3 separate regions of the Pan troglodytes genome follow, and regions 1 and 3 are each linked to region 2. The links are chromatin contacts, called in public Hi-C maps. All regions are on one chromosome and are shown on one strand. The core of a region is the stretch at or near the end of the contact, and the rest is flanking DNA. Distances in the headings are between cores, read along the strand shown. Region 1 holds the start of RTL1 (retrotransposon Gag like 1). Region 2 has its middle 170 kb from the start of MIR656. Region 3 holds the start of DIO3 (iodothyronine deiodinase 3).

Region 1 (3,532 bases), core at 60-2,559, 340 kb after region 2:
TGGGAAGGATTCAGCTGTCTAGCTTTCAAATGCCCTTTTTTTTTTTTTTTTTTTTTGGCTTTTTTATTTCTTTTGGAAAGATAAGAGTTGATGCTTTTACCCTAAAACTGTGTGCCAAGCCGCTCTGGCTATCCTCAGCCCCACTCTTCCCCTATCTCTGTAGCCCTCCTTTCCGTCCTTCATAGGCTGCAAGCTGACTGGCGCCCGACCCCAGGTCCACACCCACCTCCCTCTACCCCCTGGTCCATCCACCACTCCCGGCCTCCTCCCCTACTCTTCTCTTTCTGGCCCCGCTGCAGTCTCGGGCCCCTCGGCTTCCTGGGCGCCTGGCCACCACGCAGCGCCTGGAAGTGCTCCCTCCCTCATCTCTCATTCCCCACTTTGGAAAGCCGGCCACCGGACAGGACAGCTCCCGGGACAGCTCCCGCAGCCTGCTGCATTGCAGCGCAGCCGTCTGTGAGGGAGGGGCGCAACCTGCAGCCCCCGCCCCCCGCCCCGACCACCCCCGCCCAGCAGCCCCCAGCCCCGGCACGGCCGGCTCTGCGCCGCACGCATCTGTCGCAGTTAAAAGCGCCGCTGCCAGAGCAAAAGCGCCGGTCCCTCTTGACTGTCCCCCTCCTCACTTTTCGGGCTCAGAAATGTGGCCCAGGCAGCCCCCTTGTGGCACGTGGGGGCGCCACAGACTCTTGGCTGGTGTCTGAAGAATTCAGACTGTCTGATTCCACCGCACCGTGAGTTGGCACAAATCTTCGGTGGCCCAACTCCTACCCGATGCAGAACTCTGCTCAGCGGCCTCTCTGAGTGGGGGGCACCTCTCCCCTCCCCTCTCCCCGTCCACACCTCTCCCTTCTCCCTCCAGGAAGGAAGCGAAGGAACTCTCCTGTTGAATATTGCTCTGACAAGCAGACAGGTGTCTGGCAAACGTGATTGTGGTGGTGGGGGAAGGGGGGGCCAGGAAGGTGGTGGGAATGGGGGCTTTTCTCGAAATGACGTTTGGTTTCCATCTCTTATCTCACAGATGGGAAACCGAGGTGCGGGGAGGGCCATAGTCCCTGTCTGTGTCAGAGTCAAGGCTGGAGATCCTCCACCAAGTCCAGCCTGGGGCATTTCCCTGAGGTGCCGGGGCACCCTTAAGACGTGCCCCCTCTTCCCCCTCCCACTTGTCCAGCCCCAACCCCTCCAGATCTGGTTCTCCCCGTCCGGAAGCCCTGGAGGGCCCCTGGATGTTCTCCGTCCTCTCTAACTCACTGTCCACACAAACAAGCCCAGCCCCCTCCGTCTCTATCTGCAATCTACTTGCAGACAGGCAGGGCCCTCTCCACATCAGGTTAATAATGCCATTTTCATAAGCCTCTGCCCATAGGTGCTACCACCTAATTTTGAATCTGCCCTTCAAACGGATTGGGCCACAGAGGAGCTGGGATCTCAAGCACCGCTGGGAGGTGCTTATAACTAATCAATCCGTCCCCTGCCCACCCACACCCCCCCAGCACTCGGCACAGCCTCGCTGAGCAGCCTTCAGCAGCAGGGTGTGGTGGGGAGCCTCGGAGAGTCTGGGGTTCCATCCTGGCCCAGCCTCACACCAGCTGAGAGACGGTGAGTATAGGACTTTGCCTTTCTGTGCCTCAGTTTCCTCATCAATCTAATGGGGCTCATGAGACCAGTGTGCAGGGTTATTGCCCTGGTGAGTTCTTTGCAGACAGCCCAGTTCGGGACTTGGCTCCAAGACGGGGCTCCATAAATCTCCATGCCTGCACCCCCTCTTGATCACCTCAATTTCCAGTGTCTTATTCCCTGTTTGTTTCCCCCACCAGACCGACTGAGCTTCGAGGACAGGAAGCCACCGGCATCACTAAGCCACCGGCATCACTTCATCCCCAGCCTCACGCTTGGGACTGGGCCGGGGGAAGGTAGGTACACTGTGGTGGCTTGGAGAATGAGTGCATGGATGGATGTCTGTCCCATAGTCTATGGGATGCCCAGACCCCGCTGAGTTTCTCCTCCCCAGACCCCTGTCTAAGCTGGCCCTTCAAGGAAGCCGCCGGGAAAAACTGTTCCTTTATGCCTTCATGCTTTACCCCTCGTGCTGTTATATACAATGCAAATTCTCGGTCTATTAAATGCAGATGTGGGCTCTGCATGTCATTTATGCTGCCTGCTGCATCTACTGTGAGTTCCACAGGCCGGGGGCTGCCTCCGGCTGACTTGATTTGTGCGATTAAGCCAGCAGAGGGGACTCTGCCAGGAGAGGTTCCCGTTTGTATTGGGAGCAGGGTCTTGAAAGGCCAGGCTGTTTTCTCTCTTGCGACACTTGTTACATACCTCTCTCTCCCTCCCTGGGTCCCACCGTCTACTCCACAAGCATTTATGAAGTGTCTGATGTGTGCAAGCCTACACTTATCTCATTTAGTCCTCACTTCAAGCCAGTGACGGAGAAACTCTCATCTCCATTTCACAGGGGAAAAGCCGAGTCTGAAAAGTAAAGGGAATTGTCTCGCAGCTAGAGAGCAGGGAGTCAAGCCGGTCTGCCTGGCTCGGGAGCCCCCAGCCCTGCTGTGGCTGCCTACTGCTGCTGCTGCTGCTGCTACTGCAGGGCTGACCAGGGCTGGCCAGGAGGCCAGCAGCTCCTGCAGAAAAGGCAGGGGGCTGCATACAGAGTGTTCTCCCTAGCAACTGGAAAAGGGGCCATAGAAAACCCAAGAGGGCTGAGAAGCCGCTCAAGAGATAGACATGGAGCAGCTGGCCCCAGGCGGGGAGCACCACGCCCTCCCCTGGGCTTTTAGAACAGCAGGGCAAAGGGCTCTGTCCCAGGTCTAAAAGAACAGAGACAGAGGTGTTAGGACAGGTGTAGAGGCGCCCAATCCTGTTCCCACCATTGGTGGGGGTATTGCCATTCAGCACAGAAAGGAGAGGACTGAAAAGAGAGGGAGCCCACAGCCTGCAGAGATCGGAGGGCAGAGGGGGCAAGAGGGCTGCTGCACAGCCGAGGAGGCAGATGCAAAAGGCAGGGGAGGGCTCAGCAAAGCAGCTCTGCGTGCGAGCCCTGAGCAGGCTGCCTGGGGAGAGAGGGAGCTCCCTGTTACAGGAGGCATCCGAGGGGAGAGAGGCAGGCCAGTGCTTGGCTGAGAAGGCTGCAGCACGGTTTCCTGCCCAGGCTGGCAGCCCACATGTTTAGGCCTTTGAGAAGCTCCCACAGCACCAACTCCTGAGCAGGCAAGCGGGCAAGTGAGCGAGGTGGCCAGAGGAGACCAGGCAGGGGTCAGTATGAGGCCATTTGGCCTCTCCCGAGTAGCTTGCCCTGGGCTAAATGGCAAAGGCACAGAGATGGTTGGCGGGGTGCCTCTGTCCCAATAAGGCAATGAGGGAGAGGAGCAGAGAATGGGGTTGAGTGCCCAGGGCTGGTCGGGGGAGGTGGGGACTGTCCTGCTGCCAACTCCCCTCTTGAGGGCCAGAACACCTAAAGTGGCCAAGCACCTGCCCTGGCTCCTGAGCCCACAGAGGCTGGCCTGTGTCCTCTCTGGGGCAACAGGCT
Region 2 (3,574 bases), core at 605-3,104:
GGGAGCAGGACACACTGGGCCAGAGTGGGTGGGAGGGAGACCACACAAAGGTTCTGCTCAGCCCACCCCGCAGCGAGTGTTTCTGTACAACAGAGAGGCTGTTTTAATTCAGACTCTAAGTAGGATGGACTCTGCCCATCACAGGGGGCCTCGGACCCCTTCTTGGGGACCCCATGCTGAGTCCGCAGCCCCCAAGACCAGCATCAAGTCCTCAGGGCCTGGCACTCACCTACCACCAGCAGTGGGAAGGAGCTGCAGAATTCAGTGACAGGTCACACATCCACTGCTTACCTGCCTGGGCTGAGACCAATGCCTTTGGGATGCACCCTGGGAGGGCCTGAGGACAAAGGCAGAAGATAAGGTCCACCATCAGCGATGGAGGCAGGCAAGGATCTGGCACACTCCACAACTTCCTCCTGCCCTGCTGGTAACGGGCCCTCAGAGGCACCTGAATGAGGGAAGGTGGGCCTGGCATGTGTGCCAGGACCCTGGGAGGCCGTCCAGTAGACGGAGGCCATGAATGCGACTGCAGCTGAACTTTGAGCCGATAGGCACATTCTTTTGAGTTAACAACCCCAGAGGGGTGTTTTCATCTGCGGGACCCCGGGCAGTGGGCTGTGCAAGCCCAGCTGCTAGAGTCCATCTGAAGTGGGGAGCTGGGCAGAGGCAGCCCGAGATGGACAGACCCCATCACCTGAGATGGGCGTCCCTCAGGGGAGCAAGGCACAGCCCCGTGCCTGGGAAAGAGAAAATCCACCGGGAACCTGGAGGAGAGACAGTGCTGTTGTTGTCAGGCTCAGCAAATAAAAACACAGAACACTCTGTTACATTGGAATTTCAGACCAACAATAAATAACGTCTTCATATAAGCGTATCTCAAATGTTGCATCTTTGTCAGACATTCCAATGTAACTGGGCATTTTTTTTCTTTTTTTTCAGATATTTCATCCGGAAATTGTGTAAGGAAGACGAGTTCTGACAGTGCTATGAGGCTGCCGTTTGGGGGGATTCTGTGGTGGGAGGACAGCCCTGCCCGACCTCCTGAGGGCCCCCCACCCATCACCATGGCCCTGAGAGGACCTCTGTGACTTCCGCTCACAAGCACTTTTCTCTCCCAGGCCCACTCTCTTGACCAAAATAGAAACTCTTGAAAATGCGTCTGGCAGGGACAGGGGGATGGGTATTGGCCCAGCCCCTCGCTTTCCTGGCCTGAGTCCTCATTGGCCCAGAAAGGACTCGTTCTTCTCTTTCCTTTCCTCCCAAGAACGGGAAAGCCCGGGTGGCTGGCTCCAGCAGCAGGACACGCAGCTCAATCCTGCAGAAGCTTTGAGGATCCCCTCTGTAGGGGGTTCTGAGGGTACATTCAGGGCAGCTCCCAGACCCTGCTGATCAGGTCTTAAAGTCCAAAACTCACGAGACGTCTGATTGCGAGGGTCCTCAGCCCTGCCAACCCAGATGCTGCAGCTGAGGTCTGGAACCAAGGGGTGACCTGGCAGAGGCCACCAGGAGCTGGTGGCAGGCAGGAGGCATCTCCGGGTGGGCGCATCAGATGGGCTGGTCCTTCCTCTTTAAGATCCCTGGCAGTTGGTTTAGTCAAAAGGGGCTGGTTCTTCCCTCCAGAAGCCTGGGTGAGGTGGCCCACCTGGAAGGGACAGGCACCATCCTGGTGGGTCTGGAGGTCTTAGGTCAGAAAATCTGCCGTTTTCTTGGAGGGGGGCTGGAGGACAGAGCCCCCGCACGGAGGGGACCCATGGCCTTGGTCCTTCCGGGGCCCTATCTGTGGTTCGCTGTCCACTCCAGCCCCAGGCCCTTGGGCACTGAGGATGGCCACTGGGGGGCAGTGCGAGCCAGGAGACCTGGCAGGGATCCACTGGAGCTCCCTGCCCAGCGGGCCCTGCCCAGGAGGAAGCGGCCCAGGGTGGTGAGGGGCCCCGGCAGGCACCCCCGCCTCTCCTGCCTGAGGCGGTTTGGGGACCAAGGCCCTGCTTGGGTACTGAGCTTTTCCCTGATGTCCGTGATCACAGCCCTGGCCATACACAATCACGCACACACACACACGTAAGCACACACATGAACACACGTACACGCTCATAAACATCCACACTCAAGTGCACACACGCAAACACATGTACATGTACACGCAGAGACAGTCATACTCACACATGTACACAGACGTGCACTCACACGCGTTTATAAGTCACACACAACCCACAGAGACGTGTTCCCACACACACGCACCCTATTTTGCACATACGGCACACACACAGGCCCAGGAGGGTGGCAGAGGTACCAAATGCCCTCTCGGAATGCAGGGACCTTGAATTTTCCATTTGTTTCTCCCTTGCCGGCAGCCCAGCTGGGACCTGGGCTCAGACCCTGCTGCTTGAAGCAGGGTGAGCCCCTGTTAGATCCCCACCGCCAGGCTGGGCCTTCCTCAGAAGCCCCTTCTGCTGCCAAGCAGACCCCCGGGTCCCTGGGCTCACTGCCCTCCCTCTGACTTTGTACCCCAGCTGGGCCGTGTCCTCTGCGAGGCTGGACCCCGCGGCCCTTAGAAGCCCGCCCTAGAGGGGGATTCTCTGCTCTCCCGCAGCCCCACTGCGCGGCGTGATTGCACCGGGTGGTCGTGTCCTCTTCTGCGCAGGGACTCCTCACTAGGCTGGAGTCTGAGAAAGGCCCCCCACCCCCGCTGCTCCCCCGCTTCCCTCTCTCTTCCGCCATTGTCCTTAGCTGTCTTCTTGCAGCTGCCATCCTCCCTCTGTCTTACAAAGGGAAACCTGGGCCCCCAGCACAGGGAGTGGCTTGCGCAGGGTCACAGGCAAGTCAGGAGTGTCTTTTCACAGCTGTCCGAATGCAGGGGGAGCTGCTCCCCTCAGGGACCTTGGCGAGCCCACCCCTGTCGGGTGGGCGATGAGAACCGATGCCCTGAAGTCCCTCCCCCACCGACTCTAGGCCACCCTATTTTCATCTGGCTCTGTGAATATGAAAACAACACAGCCCCCAGCTCCCACTCCCTTCCTCTCTCTGCAAACAAGCATTTCCTCACCCCTAAGTGCCATGTCTGCCTGAAAGGTCATGGCTCCTCGAGACCTCCCTACTCTGCTCCCCCAGGGGACCGTCTCTCCTACCCCCTGGACACAGAGCCCTTGGCTGTGGGCGCAGAGCCCTTGGCTGCGCTTTCCTTGTTGGGTTTTCTGCTGGTGCGGTGAAGGAGGGCCACCCGACTCCCTCACCTCAAAGAGGGGGACGTGGGAGGCCACAGCAGAGGGTACATCTGAAGCAGGCAGGGTGTGTGGTGGGGCCGTGGGGCCGTGGGGCTCTGGGGCTGTGGGGCTGTGGGGCTCTGGGGCCGTGGGGCTGTGGGGCTCTGGGGCCGTGGGGCCGTGGGGCTCTGGGGCCGTGGGGCCGTGGGGCTCTGGGGCTGTGGGGCCGTGGGGCTGTGGGCTGTGGCTGTGGGCCATGGCTGTGGGCTGTGGCTGTGGGGCTGTGGGGCTGTGGGACCGTGGGGCTGTGGGGCTCTGGGGCCGTGGGGCTGTGGGGCTCTGGGGCCGTGGGGCCGTGGGGCCATGGGGCTCTG
Region 3 (3,461 bases), core at 706-3,205, 330 kb before region 2:
TTAGGTGCTGCTTTGAGGCCCCTGCAATTCAGAACTAGCTCGTGGTCAAGACCAGTTAGAGATAGTTCGTCATCAGCAGTGGGGCTCCTGTGCACCCAAAACAAGCGGGGGAAACTACCCTGCCCACCCCCTCCCCATCCCCGACATCACTTCCCCTACCAGGGACAGGAAACAGACACAAAAGCAACAGGGAACCCCCTCTCCGCGCGCGACAGGTGGGTGCCAGGCAACTAGCTCAGCTGAGCTGAGAGTCTCCTGGAACCCAGCTGCGCTCAGGGCGCGCGGGCGTGGCCAAGGTCTCTGTGCAGTTGCGGGAAGCACCGGGCCAAAGCACTTGGCTGAGGGCACGCTGGGGAGGGGGTGTAAGAAAATGCTGTAGAGGCAAAGTCCTGGGGGCACACGGACAAGGGCAAGCCATATCCCGCGCTCAAAAGAGGATTTCCAGTGAGCCAGGCAGGTGTGAATGAGACAGTTACAGAAGCAGAGTCCCAGGGAGGTAGGGGAGATTGTTCATGTGGCTGAGGGTGCAGACTCAGTCTGAAATGGTGGCTCAGCACATCAGTGTCACTGGGGCCTCGCCAAGCGTGACTTGGTTTGAGGCGCTTGCACGTGGGCTTCGAAGGCTCGAAGGCCCAGCCCACCAAGTTCAGTCAATTGTCCGTTGGATGTTTACACCCTCCGGGGCCGAGCGCCGTGCAGTTGCTCATCATAGCGTTCCAACCAAGTGCGCAGCTCAGAGACCTGGTAGCCGTCGGGGCCACGGCCGCCCTGGTACATAATAGTGCCACTCTGGATGACATAGAGACGCTCGAAGTAGGCGCCATAGGCCGAGCTGCTGGAGTTGGCCATGGTGTCGAGGACCAGAGCACAGCCGGGTGCACCTTGCTGCAGTACCCTCGCTGCGCTGACCCGGTCCTCCAGGCTCCGGTGCTGTGGGATGATGTAGGGAGAGTCCGTGGTGACCCAGCCGTCGGAGGGGTGCGCTTCCTCGATGTAGATGATGAGGAAGTCGACGTCGCGCTGGTACTTGGTGACCAGGCGCTGGAAGGCGCTCATGCGCGCCATGAACGGTGGTCAGGTGCAGCTGCCGAAATTGAGAACCAGCGGGCGGTTCCCTTGCGCGTAGTCGAGGATGTGCTGGCTCTGGAAGCCGTCGGGCAGAACCACCTCGGAGTTGGGCGCCGGACCACCCTCGTGCGCCTGCTTGAAGAAATCCAACTTCTGGCCATGCCACACCGCCTTGAGCGACGCCAGGGTGCACAGGCGATTGTCGTCGGACACGCAGATGGGCGGGTCATCGGGGGGCACCTCCTCGCCTTCACTGTTGAGCTCCACTTCGGGCTCGGGCTGCCCCCGGCGGCGGCGGCCCAGGAAATGCTTGCGGATACACAAGAAATCGAGAAGCCAGAGCATGAAGGCCGTGCCGAGGAAGCGCGGGAAGAGCACGAGGCACGAGGCGGTCTGGGCGCAGAGCCTCAAGGAGTGAAGCAGCAGGGAGCGGAGCATGGTGGCTGCAGGCCCCGAAGCCCCCTGGGACCCCTCGCCCTCTCCGACCACCAACCGCGACGCGGCCTGGCGAGGCATCTGGGCTTCGGCAGTGCAGGGAGTTCAATTTATAGCGGAGGCTTCAATTGGCGGGAGACTCCACCTCCGACCCGGCCCGCCCCCTTGCAACTTGAGCCCGGAGGGATCACCCAGCAGCGCGGCCAATGCCCTAGAAATCTTGGGCTGAGGGCGGGCGCAGGCGGGCGGAGGGCGGAGCGGCCGGGCCTGGGGCCGGTGGGGGCGGGCCCGGGCCCCGCAGCCAGCTCTCGGGGGCGGGGGACTCCGGTAGCCGCTGCCGCTGGGGACCGGGAGCCCGACCAGGGACCTGGGCGTCCGCTGGGGAGGTCCTCCAGCTGGCGCGAGCGCTGCGCGCCGCCCTGGTCCCCGCCGCCTGGCTCCGGCCCGCGCCCCCCTCGCCGCGCACCTGAGCCGAGCTCCCCGGCGGCCGCCGAGCCGCGCCGGAGCTCCGGTTCGCTTCCCGCGCGCCGCCGCCAACGCCGCCCACGCCGCTGCCGCTCGTGCGGGGCCGCTGCCCAGGTGCCGCGGGAGGCCGGGTCCGCGGCCGCCGCTTCGGTGGCCCCGGCTCCAGCCCCACCGAGGACGCGGGCCAGCGAGGAGGCAACTTTGCGTTCCCGCCGCCTTCCTGGCTCGCCCGCGGGCGCCGCTCGCCTGCCGGAGCCCGCCCGCCCGCCTCCCGCGCGCGCTCACACTCGCGCCTCGCACACGGCCGCCCCCCGCACCGCCCCGCCACGCACACCGCGCTCCGCGCCCCCCGCCGCTGCCCGAGGCTGCCGCGCGCCGCCCCAGCCCGCGCCGCCCTGGCCGCGCCCGCCCCGTCCCATCTCGTTCCAGCGGGGCGCCGCGGTTCCTGGGTCAGCGGCCGCCGGGGCCCGGCTGAGAGGTGCGGAGGGCAGAGCCCGCGGGCGGGTTACCGCCGGGCGCCGGAGACCGGAGAGCTGGGGAAAGCGGCGCCGGCCCTGCGCCCCCAGCCGACCCGGGCGCGGGGCGCCACGGGCGTGGGGCGCGGGGCAGCGGGCGCGGGGCGGCGCCGGCCCCGGGCGGCTCTCCCACTAGGGGTAGCTGTTGCCTGAACGCCGGAGCGCTCCCCTCTCGCCGCTTGCCTCGCCCAGCGCAGCCCCGGCCGCTGGGCGCACCCGTCCCGTTCGTCCCCGGACGTTGCTCTCTACCCCGGGAACGTCGAGACTGGAGCGCCCGAACTGAGCCACCTTCGCGGACCCCGAGAGCGGCGGCGCGACTCACCGCGGAGGCGCCCGGACGCGTCAAGTGCGTACTTTCAACCGTAAATGGGTGCTGAGCGTTTAGGGGTGCGGGGCAACTCCCTAACTCGTGGGGCCCTGGCCGGCCCTGCCGCGGCGTCCGAGACCTTCTGATCCCTCGCTGCGCGCGGCGCGGGGTTGGCGACTTGGGCTCAGGGGCGGCGGGGCGGGGAGGTGCCTTGACCTAGGGACCCAGAGGCCGGGAGCAAGTCTCCTTTCGCCTTGGACTGCAGTGTCCCCCAGGGCAAGGACTGAACCAGGTCGCGAGGGTCTGTCTCCCGTCTGGGGAGCTGAACTGCCCGAGACACTGTCGCAGTCGCGGGGACTTGTCTGGAGCGGCGGGGTCTGAGCCCAAGTCCGAAGCCGCCGCTGCCGCCAGCGTCCCGTGCGCCTGCCGCCCCGGGACCAGCCGCGAAACTTCTTCTCGGGACGGAGACAGCGCTCGCCGCCCGGGCCGAGGTAGGAGCTGGCTGGGCTCGATAGAGCGCGGGCGAATCGCTTTCGGCAGCGAAGGAACGTGTCGGGAGAAGCCAACTGCAGGACCAGGGCCCCAGCGGGCGCGCAGAGACGCCTGCCTTGGGCGGAGGTCCCCCCCTCCGGTTTTCGTGGCTCTGGTAGGGCCCTCTGTCCCGTGAGCTC

The links. Hi-C and Micro-C count contacts between places; a contact is called where the count stands out from the background.
Region 1: a contact with region 2 is called in a Hi-C map of stem cell-derived neural progenitor cells, with 5 times the contacts expected there. The contact joins the promoter of RTL1 here to the enhancer-like site in region 2. A contact is called at or near these places in 3 of 7 Hi-C or Micro-C datasets (induced pluripotent stem cells and stem cell-derived neural progenitor cells).
Region 3: a contact with region 2 is called in a Hi-C map of stem cell-derived neural progenitor cells, with 1.8 times the contacts expected there. The contact joins the promoter of DIO3 here to the enhancer-like site in region 2. A contact is called at or near these places in 1 of 7 Hi-C or Micro-C datasets (stem cell-derived neural progenitor cells) and 1 of 1 datasets of contacts at active chromatin or transcription factors (stem cell-derived excitatory neurons).

The regions. Positions count from the first base shown.
Region 1 is chr15:98,909,700-98,913,231 of NHGRI_mPanTro3-v2.0_pri, reverse strand. RTL1 (retrotransposon Gag like 1) reads left to right here and starts at 1,309. Exons shown (of 3, transcript XM_520846.8): 1 at 1,309-1,910. The region is part of intron 2 of LOC104002164 (a long non-coding RNA gene); the gene reads right to left.
Region 2 is chr15:99,246,766-99,250,339 of NHGRI_mPanTro3-v2.0_pri, reverse strand. No RefSeq gene overlaps it. Among named protein-coding and RNA genes, the nearest start is that of MIR656, 170 kb to the right of the region's middle. Within about 2 kb of position 1,854, at least 4 of the 24 cell types and tissues checked have an H3K27ac peak or open chromatin away from gene starts, as enhancers often do. A contact at or near this core is called in induced pluripotent stem cells and stem cell-derived neural progenitor cells, where this site is marked.
Region 3 is chr15:99,574,981-99,578,441 of NHGRI_mPanTro3-v2.0_pri, reverse strand. DIO3 (iodothyronine deiodinase 3) reads right to left here and starts at 1,955. Exons shown (of 1, transcript XM_003314506.5): 1 at 1-1,955. The coding sequence starts at 1,584. The coding sequence ends at 670. MIR1247 (microRNA mir-1247) reads left to right here and starts at 2,659; the gene lies at 2,659-2,793. It overlaps LOC129137012 (a long non-coding RNA gene), which reads left to right and starts at 2,574. Exons shown (of 3, transcript XR_008539161.2): 1 at 2,574-2,829; 2 at 3,056-3,281.